Linked DNA regions of Danio rerio: region 2 is linked to region 1. A link is a contact called in public HiCAR-type data. All regions are on one chromosome and are shown on one strand. Each heading gives the region's core, a stretch centred on a gene start, on an enhancer-like site or on the middle of the called end of the contact. The rest is flanking DNA. Distances are from core to core; before and after follow the strand shown. Region 1 holds the start of vwa10.2 (von Willebrand factor A domain containing 10, tandem duplicate 2). Region 2 holds the start of scoca (short coiled-coil protein a).

Region 1 (4,833 bases), core at 1,445-3,944:
TCCAGGCACATTTAGCTGCTAGAAGTTAGTCAGATCACGTTTATATGTTCTTCTTAATGCCAACTGTGTAAATAATCATCGATGAGATGCTTATGATAAGCCGTTGTTTGTTTACCTTCAAGCTTTGCGTGTGCCTGTGAAGTGAAACAGCCTGTGAGCGCCTGCACACGCACATATTCACAATATTGATCATCCACAGAGTTTGTAATTTAGTAAAATGTTTACAAATACAAGCGCAGCCGTTTAAAGCTCATTTGTGGTGAATGATGTCAGAATTTACCGGTATTTTGGAATGGATGTGTGAATGCTCTTTTCCGGAAAATTTCCGTAACGTCCTCGCCTGTGTGAACAGCGCTTTTTTGAATATACCGGTAAAGTCGTTCCGGAAATTTTCCAGATATTTACTGGTATCACTGTGTGAAAGGGGCTTTTAATATTAGGTCAGATTAAGGTCGTGATGTCAGGTGACCAAAATTCAATGTCTAGTCAGTGTCTAAGAACATTATTATTTTGATTTTCAATAACAACATCAAATGGCGCTAATATTTGGTGGATTTTAGGTTGTGTTAGAAAGCGACCAAAATTCAACGTTGAGCCAACATCCTAAACCAATGTCATATTTATGTCACATACTGACATTTAATCGTCAGGTATGGCAACCAAAATATAACGTCTGATCAATGTTTTCCACACATCGTCAGCTTTAACATCAAGGATGATTTATAGTCGCTTACATATGCTTTGGCCATGACGCGCAACCTCTCAAAAAATGTAACTATACGTCGCAATGAAGAATAGCGCAAGCTCTGTTATTGGTCGGCTTGGTAGTGGTGACAAGCGTTGGCATTGCTGCGAGAGTTTACCAGTTTTGAGTCACGTGAAGCAGCTCCAGATGTAAACTTTGATTTTTTCGGTTCCCGCCTCTGAATGAGCAAGTTTGAGCTACTTTTAGCATTCAGAAAAAAAAAAAACACCAGCAAAGAACCTCGACACAGAGGAATTTAAAAACCTACTGCCAACTAGCATTTCGGAAGTGTTACTGCAGAGGAACACAAACAAAGCGCAGAAATGTGACTGCACGGCTACGTGCAAAGCAGACGATTATGCCGATTCCTTGATGCAGAAGTATAAATCAGCCTTAAGACGTTGATATTTAGTTGTATTAAGGTTGCACTGGAAAGTGACTGAAATCTTCGGACACTGACATTTGTCTAATGTTGGGTTCTGACATCAACCCGATTTTTATTTCCACCTGAACTGCAACGTTCCACAACATTGGGGTACAACGTCAATCTGACATCATGTTGATAAAGTTAGGTAGAGTGTTTTTTGAGATAGAGTAAAGAGTGTTTCTACAGGTGGTTTTTCAAGCCCACTCACCTGTGTGAAGCGTTCTTCATAAATTCTTTGTAAGAACGTGTCTGGTTCAAATGGGCAAATCTGGTGCAAGTGTCGGGTAAAGTGTCAGAGGGATGAAAGAACGTGTTTTCTACAGGTGGTTTGTCAAGCCCACTCACCTGTGTGAGGCACACTTAGTTTGGGTTGTCATGTGGTGAGGTGAGAGAGAGGAGGTCCTAGTTGTGTTCAAAGACCTTCAGGTGATCTTCGAAGAGATGGGGTTTTTGTTGTTGTTTGAATGATAGTGAATCCGCAGTCCATGTGAACACTTCAAACTATTAAAAATGTCTATAAAATAATCTTTTTTCGAACTTTTCAACATCAAACTGTGTTGTCGGAAAGATCAAGGTACCAAATTACAATTTAAAAGCATAAATAAATGGGGAAAATGACAAAATATGGAAATATTTGTACTTTATGCCTTTAGTTGTTCATCATAGTTAAAAAACACAACGAGTTAGATAATTAACATAGAATTATCATATCTATACCTCCACACAGGCCCAATCACAGAATGTCACACAGCCCGGAGTACCACTGAATATCAGCTTTACAGTGGCCGCCAATGCTACAGGTGGAAACTACATAATCCGAGCTCGGACCAACCAGGGCTTCAGTGTGTCTGTCTCCAGCTCTCTGCTAGTTGCAGCGGGAGGAAGCGCTCAAGGAAACATCACACTGATCACACCATCTGACACAGAGTCAGGGACAGACGTCACACTCACCATTGAAGCAGAAGCTCCAGGATCCACTGACCTGAATTACGCCACGCTGAGACTCACCGTCTCCACAGCCAGTGCTGTTTTCAGTGGACATTACTCGCTTTCTATCTGTCTTTCCGTTTTCTGCTTTTTCATTTCCTATGTTATTGGACTCTAAATTAAATTCAGCCTAACCAGTAATGTACACTCATATCTTGTTTTGAGTTATCAGTTGTGTGCTCAGTATACACAGTATATATCGAAGGAAAAAAAGGTTACTGTAAATATTGCACCTTCACTTTCTGTATTGTATGAGCAGGTGTGTTTGGGGTTAGTTTTGTCGGTTAGTCTGATTTTCTTTGCAAGTTTATTAAAGACAAAGTTCACTTAAGGGGCATCTGAAATTGTGTAAGCTAATATCACCTTGTTCTTTCTTCTTATTCAGCCCGTTCTTTTGCTCTGAGGTTTCTCTTCTGTTGGTTATACTGTAAGTTTTAAGTCTTAAGACAGTTTTGGAGCACTGAATCAATAAAATTACCTGTACACTTGTGATCTCGATCTACCACTTATATATAGCTAAAACATACCAAGAAACATGCTATAAATGCATTCAGGCATGTTTATGAATTAGACATGAGACTTTTTTTTTTTCAAGAATTTTGGCTGCATATCAGGTGCAGGTATTTGATACCATCTTTAGCTGTTAATTAGTGTTGAAAAGGAAAAAAGAGACTAGTTAAATCCAGTTGAGCAAATCACTATCAAACAATAGGTGTACACCCTACAGTTTGACACACCCAAAATAGTAAGGAAGTACTCATTTATAATGTCATTCTTTCTGAGTCACACGCACATCTAAGGATAATCATTTTATGTAATCCCTAATTTACATAACAAAATAAGGTGTAAAACTGGCATTCGGGGCATGTGCTAAAGGGTATAAATATACAGACAGAATCTGTGCATCAGTTTCAGAGCACACAGAAAATCTGCAACAAGGTAATCAGGAAATTCGCTAATTCGGCTGTTTTTGTGTATGACATTTGCGGTGACTGTGTTCTGTAATGTTTTGTGTGTAAATTAAATAGCCTAATTCAACTGTTTAAAAGTTAATTGTTCATATTTTTTGTTTGTTTCATAAAGAATTTCTTTAGGCTGTTTAATTTTATAACTGCATTTTTCCATAGCACCTACAGTTGTGGAAAGATGGTTGCAGGGCTTGCTGTGGCTATTTTTCTCTTCTGGGGGATCGGGTTCAATCTTAATGAGGTGGCAGGATTCAAACCTCTGTTTTCTGCGGGCTCCTTCACTCATCGAGACATCACTCAGTTCGCCATGCTCCGCAAGACTGCAGAAGTGTGCCGGGACATCGCCATTGCCCAGGGGCGAGACTTCACACTGCCTGTAAGAAAAATTCATGGCCATGAACCAAACAATGATAATTATATGGTAGTAATTAGCCATTCAGATTTGTCAGAAAGAGTAAAAAACAAGGTGTGATTAGCATTACTTGTAGGTGCACTTTTTGAAAATAGTTTAACAACATAACAGTCATACCTCAAATGTCTTTTAAACCTGCTGGATATTTATAAATATAATAATAATAATAACAGTTAGGCTGCACACAGACTTGATTTAAACCAGAAAAAGAATGCTGACAATAGTCCCTTTATAAACTACAATAGACTAACTGCTGTTATTCTAATAATGTTACTCGACTTGACAGAGAAAGAAAGTCTGTCAGAAAAGTCAGGTGGCAGGGAATTCGTTTACAGCAGGTCTGGAATGACCTTGATGTTTGTTTTGTAGTTACATCATGACCACTGTGTAAACACAAAACAGGCTATGGTTTCCTTGCAACATGATTCATCAATTGTAAAATAAAATAAAATTCAGAACGCTAGGATTTCGAGACAAAAATAAGTTTAAATACTGTACCTACGTTTAAATACAGGAATCTGCGCAAAGCTTTACACAGCGTGAGCTTCAGCGCATGCATAGAATCTCAAGTTGTGGAGGCTGTTTTAGAATAACATTTTTAATATGAGATTTAAAATGTATTTTAATTACTTCTGCTGACCAGGGTTGCGTTTCCCAAAACCATCGCTAGCCATCTAAAGTCGCTGCAACCACAACGTCAAGCTGTCACATCATCAGATGTTGATATTCGGTTGGCTTTAAGTTGGACATTGGACAATGACGTCAGCCTGACATTGAGTTGTGACATCAACCCGATTTTCATTTCCAAACAAAATGCAACGTCCCCATGACGTTGTGGTATAACTTCAATCTAACGTCACGTTGACGTCTTGTGCCTGCTGGTTGTTTAAGGCCATTTCGGTCGTCCAGTAAACATTTGTCATCTTCTCATCAGTGACATGCATCTAAACAGTCTCTGGGTCAATGCATGTAAAGATTTTGGACTATTATATTACTATTTGGACTGTAACTATTATATTTGCTGCTATTATAAATTGCCCATAATGAGGTGGTTCATCATGATGTGATTTACCTTCTATGTGCGATTTGATTGGACAGGAATCACAGGACTTATTTTTCTAATCCCCATAGACAAGAAATAAAGAAGTGACTGCAAGTTGAAGGGAAGTAAAATAACCGATACAGCACTAAAAATGTACTCAAGGGAAAGTAAAAGTACACATGTTTAAAAAATACTTAGTAAATTACAATTATTTCTGAGAAAAAACTACTCAGTTACAGTATTTTGAGTATT
Region 2 (4,833 bases), core at 808-3,307, 260 kb after region 1:
GAAAAGAGCAGGTGGAGTGTGACAAGCTAGGAGATCTCCTTGCCAGTTCTTGGAGTTTTTGCTAAATAAAATAGTTAGTCGTCTGTATTTTCAAGTCCATTGTCTCTATTTACATTCATCCCCTGGCAGCTAAACTCCACGCCTTACACTATGAAGCATGTATGCACTGTGACCGCTTTTATATTGTTGATTAGCTGCAGGGCATTTCACTCTGTCTCGCGCTGAAGGCAGTCAGTGTCGACCACTCGCAGCAGGCTGTCATCAGTTCAATCAGCGCAGATTAGCTTTGCGCTAAGGAGGGGTTTGGGAACAAATGAATCACTGAACGATTCATATGGGAGTCGCTGGGATAATTAGGTAAAAATAAATGCAGATTATAAGACCATAAAAGTGTTTTTGACCTTGCATGCATATTAGACTTTTGTTGGAGACCCTTAAAACCAAAATATGACCCTATTTCATGTATAATAGGGGCTCTTTATATTTCTCTCGCTCGTGCCATTCATGCCTGCTGTTCTCTTCTAAATCCACCAGAGGCTGCTGTCGACTAACTGTCTTACTGACTGACTGGCCACATAATTTGCGATCTCTCAGAGATTTCCAGAATGAGCCTATGTTCGAATTACCATGTAGGTTAAGACCAGGGGTTGGATCTTGTTGGGGTGGGCAAACAACATAACTCCGGGGCCCCTGCAGCGCGTGTGTTACCCCATTGGAATCCTGCACCACCCAACCGACTACAAGCTGGGACTGAACCGACGACCTTCTGCATGGGAGTCAGTTGCTCTAACATGGCCATGGCGTCTAGCGTCTGTCGCTAGAGCACCTTCAAGAGGTCAGAGGAGTGAGGTTTACCTGCACAGCACTTCACTATAAGCCCTGTATACTTGTATGTAATAAACTTCAAAACAATGCAAATCTAAAGCAGGTTGCACACCAAAAGCGCCGCTCGGCGGCCAGCGCCATGCATTTTAGAATTCTAAACATAGGATTCTATCAGGATACACACACCGGCGCCGCAAGTCGCTGGCTGTCGGCGGCGCCCGGCCATGGCTCAGGACGCAGTTCATTTTTCAGCCGCGCCACAGAGCGCCATCTGATTAGTTTCATGTTAAATATCATTCGAATGTGCGCGTCTGGTGTGCTGTACTTTAAACTGTCATGTGCGCGCTGTGTCGCGGTGCCGAGCGGCGCTTCTGGTGTGCGACCCGCTTAAGTTTGCTTCACACGTGTGAGTGAGCTGAACAAACCACTTGTTGGACACACAGGTGGTGTCTTGCTCACTATTAGTAATTGCCTACTACTAAAGCTTGAATTGACTATAAGATTGTTAGAAAAATGCGCTCAATATAGCATTAATGTGAGTAATATGAATCGAACACAGACTTACTACATCCACCATTTGTCATTCTCACATGACCAACCCCATGAGTTGCGTCAGTTCACTCCCATGGGATAGTGTAGCATCCATTGTATGCATTTCAGAATCTCGCCGGAAGCCATAGGTCATCCAGGTACTGGGTATCCAGGTAGGTCATTACCAGTTTTTTTTTTTCGAATACTAAAAATTTGGACATGGCCTACTCAGCTCGCATACTGTTTTTAATATACTAGTATGGAAGTATACAATTTTAGATGCAAATTCTTTTCGTTTTATGTTCACATAATGAAAAGGAAGCAAAAGCACACAAAAATCCATTATGATGCTAGTAACATAGAACCCACCTGTGTGATTTATTAATTAAATGTAAAAACGGCTTGCCATATTGCCATGTAAAACGTACTAAAGTTTTGTTCTTAAGAGGACATCGGATGCTTCCTTTAGATAATGTGTCGCTAAAGGCCGAATTAAATGAGACCAACCGCGAGTTTGAAGGAGTGTGAAAGCGGGGGTCTTTCTCTGTAATTTGAGAAAGTAAAGCAGTGAACTTTGGATCTCTCAGCAGGCGTCGCCCTCTGCTCTGCACCACCATTGTCACCTGAGTTGCCATACAGGTCCGGCTGGTAACCGTGGTGATGGTGAATAATTGAGAGGGTACGGCCGGGCAAACACACACACACACACACCGCTTCATGAGAGGAAAGACCGATTTTTTAACAGATATTTCTTCACTGTTTTATCATGTTGGGTTGTTGTTGCTAACTGCACGTACACACACATATCTGAGCACACGTCGGTCATGGAGGGCGACGTGGATGAAGATGATGGGACTTTTACTAACATCTCACTGGCTGATGATTCAGGTAAGACTCGTGATTAAGTTAATTTGTTTAAAAGCTGATCGGAAATCAGTTTTATGACAGTTTTAGGAACCGAGTAAGTGATGTAGTTACTGCAACCACACAGGTTTTTAAGTTGGCTACTTTGAACGAACAGTTAAAATAATAAGTTGCACACATTGTGTACATAAGGTTTGTTTTGCACTTAATGTGTACACTGTTTTTACACAACTGGGTAAAAGTCTAGAATTATTGACCATTTTAATTAATTTAATTCTTAATTCTTATGCTCTCCAATGAAAAACTGGGCTGTGGACAGCTGATAGTTTGACAGAGAACTCAGTTCATATAAAGCAGGGGTGCCCAAACTTTTTCCTGTAAAAGGCCAAAAACCAAACTTCTTTGAGGTCTGTGGGCCGTATATATACCAAACATTATTACATTAAATTTGCCAAGGGGAATTTCCTCATTTATTCTGTAGTGTTACAAAATAGAGAAAACTTTGCTTTAAATCATATTTAATATCTAATGCAGTATAATTTTTAACATTTAGTAATAAAATTATTACAGTAAAAACATAAACAATTCCATTTATAACACAATAAAGTTCGATGCTGAATAAACTAGTCAAGTGGCACCCGACTTTACCTTATTATACTTGAAATACAGGGGCAGATTAAACCAATAAGCAAGGTAGGTGGCCGCTTGTGGCCACAGGACATCTGGGGGCCCCTAATAAATATTTAGATGTATAAATTATACTTATAAACTATACATAACACTGTTTTCTATCATATTTTGTAGAGTGAAAGTCAAACAAATAAAATTTTATGTAATTAAATATGGGCGACACAGTGGCGCCATAGGTAGTGCTGTCGCTGGTTCGAGAATATATCAGTGAATATTGATTTAATATCTTGTTTTTAAAGGTCGTGAAATGAGAAACCGACTTAATTCACAGCAGTGGAAAACATATAAACTATTCATTCATTCATTTTCTTTTCGCCTTAGTCCTTTTAGTAATCAGCGGAATGAACCGCTAACTTATCCAGCACGTTTTTACGCAGCGGATGCCTTTCCAGCACGCAACCCATCTCCGGGAAACGTCGACACACACTCACTCACACTCACACACTTCGGAAAATTTAGCCAACCAAATTAACCTGTAACGTTTGTTTTTGGACTGTGGGGGAAACCGAACCACCCGGAGGAAACCCACCCGAACGCAGGGAGAACATGCCAACTCCACACAGAAACGGCAACTTATCCAACCAAGGCTTGAACCAGAGACCTTCTTGCTGTGAGGCGACAGCACTACCTACTGCGCCCCTGCGTTGCCCCATATAAACTATAATCTTAATAATTTGTCCCCTTCATAGTGCATGATTCCACTTACAGCAAGTAGTCATTATGTGTACAAGTGACAGATTTTATCTTTAGCATGTAGGGACAAGACATTTCAGATTCTGGAGAGCATTTGATTAGACAGAAGATCTTAAGAGAAGCTAAGGTGCAGATTGATGTCATCAAAACAGTTGATTCATATTGGTGGGAGTGAGAAACAGTAAGCTGGAATGAATATTTTCTAAATGCTAACATTAAGGCTAAATGCTAAGGCTAACATTTAGATGCTAAAAGCAAAAAAAATCATCAGAATAACACAGAATTTAATATTTCTGACATAAGTAGGCAAACAGAGTGGTTAAAGACATATAAAGCAGACCTGAACGTATAACCACTTGTTTTTAAAAAGCGGTGTAAGGAGTACAGTATATTCCCATGGCAGTTGAAGTCAGCACAATAACTCAAGCGCCTAAATGTTGTAGCGCTGTGCAGCATGTGGTTTTCTTGTCCAAATACAGGAATGAATGGAGAGGCGTTGTGTCAACACATGTCAGAAAGCTCACTTGCCATAAGAGGCAGTAAGTGTGTACAGTATAAGCCTGTGTGCAGAGACGAGTTCAGCGAGCGTGTGTGAATGCAGCCACTGTCAGAGCAGCAGAAGCAGAACAAAGGCTGCATATTTCAGATGACTCACGTCTACTCGGTTTTAAAGAGATAGTTCACCCAAAAATGAACATTCTGTCATTTACTCACCCTCGTGTCATTCCCACGCCTGTACGACTTTATTTCATCTGTACAACACAAAAAGAGATATTGGTGAGTGCAGACTAAGGCCTGATATTGCTTAAAAAAGGGTACATTTGAACATGTTACTGTTATTGACCGACAAAGCAGGCGATTCATAAAAAATATATCGCATTTTGACAATACAGCATGGTAGGCAGTCAGATTATATTCAATCAATCAACTTTTATGCATATACAGTTCAAACCAGAAGTTTACATACACTCTAAAAAAAAAAGAAGCATAACCATTTTTTTTAAATAATGTCCAATGTTAAATCATACTAAACGTTTACTATTTTAGGTCTGTTAGGATTAGCTAAATCATTTACATTTGTTAAATGCCGGAATAATGAGAGAATTTTTTTTTTGATAATTTTTTGTTTTTTATTAATTTCTAGAGTCGAAAATTTACATACATTTCCTTGGTATTTTTAGCTTTGCTTTTAAACTGTATAACTTTGGTCAAATGTTTTGAGTATCCTTC

What was found. HiCAR-type assays count read pairs that join an accessible place to other places.
Region 2: a contact with region 1 is called in a HiCAR-type map of caudal fin, with 4 times the contacts expected there. The contact joins the promoter of scoca here to the promoter of vwa10.2 in region 1. A contact is called at or near these places in 2 of 4 datasets of contacts at active chromatin or transcription factors (caudal fin and embryo).

Annotation. Positions count from the first base shown.
Region 1 is chr1:43,406,320-43,411,152 of GRCz12tu, forward strand. vwa10.2 (von Willebrand factor A domain containing 10, tandem duplicate 2) reads left to right here and starts at 2,695. Exons shown (of 16, transcript XM_680202.10): 1 at 2,695-3,098; 2 at 3,287-3,503. The coding sequence starts at 3,306. It overlaps vwa10.1 (von Willebrand factor A domain containing 10, tandem duplicate 1), which reads left to right. Exons shown (of 16, transcript XM_073952944.1): 16 at 1,900-2,649. The coding sequence ends at 2,277.
Region 2 is chr1:43,662,078-43,666,910 of GRCz12tu, forward strand. scoca (short coiled-coil protein a) reads left to right here and starts at 2,058. Exons shown (of 4, transcript NM_001077559.1): 1 at 2,058-2,244. The coding sequence starts at 2,181.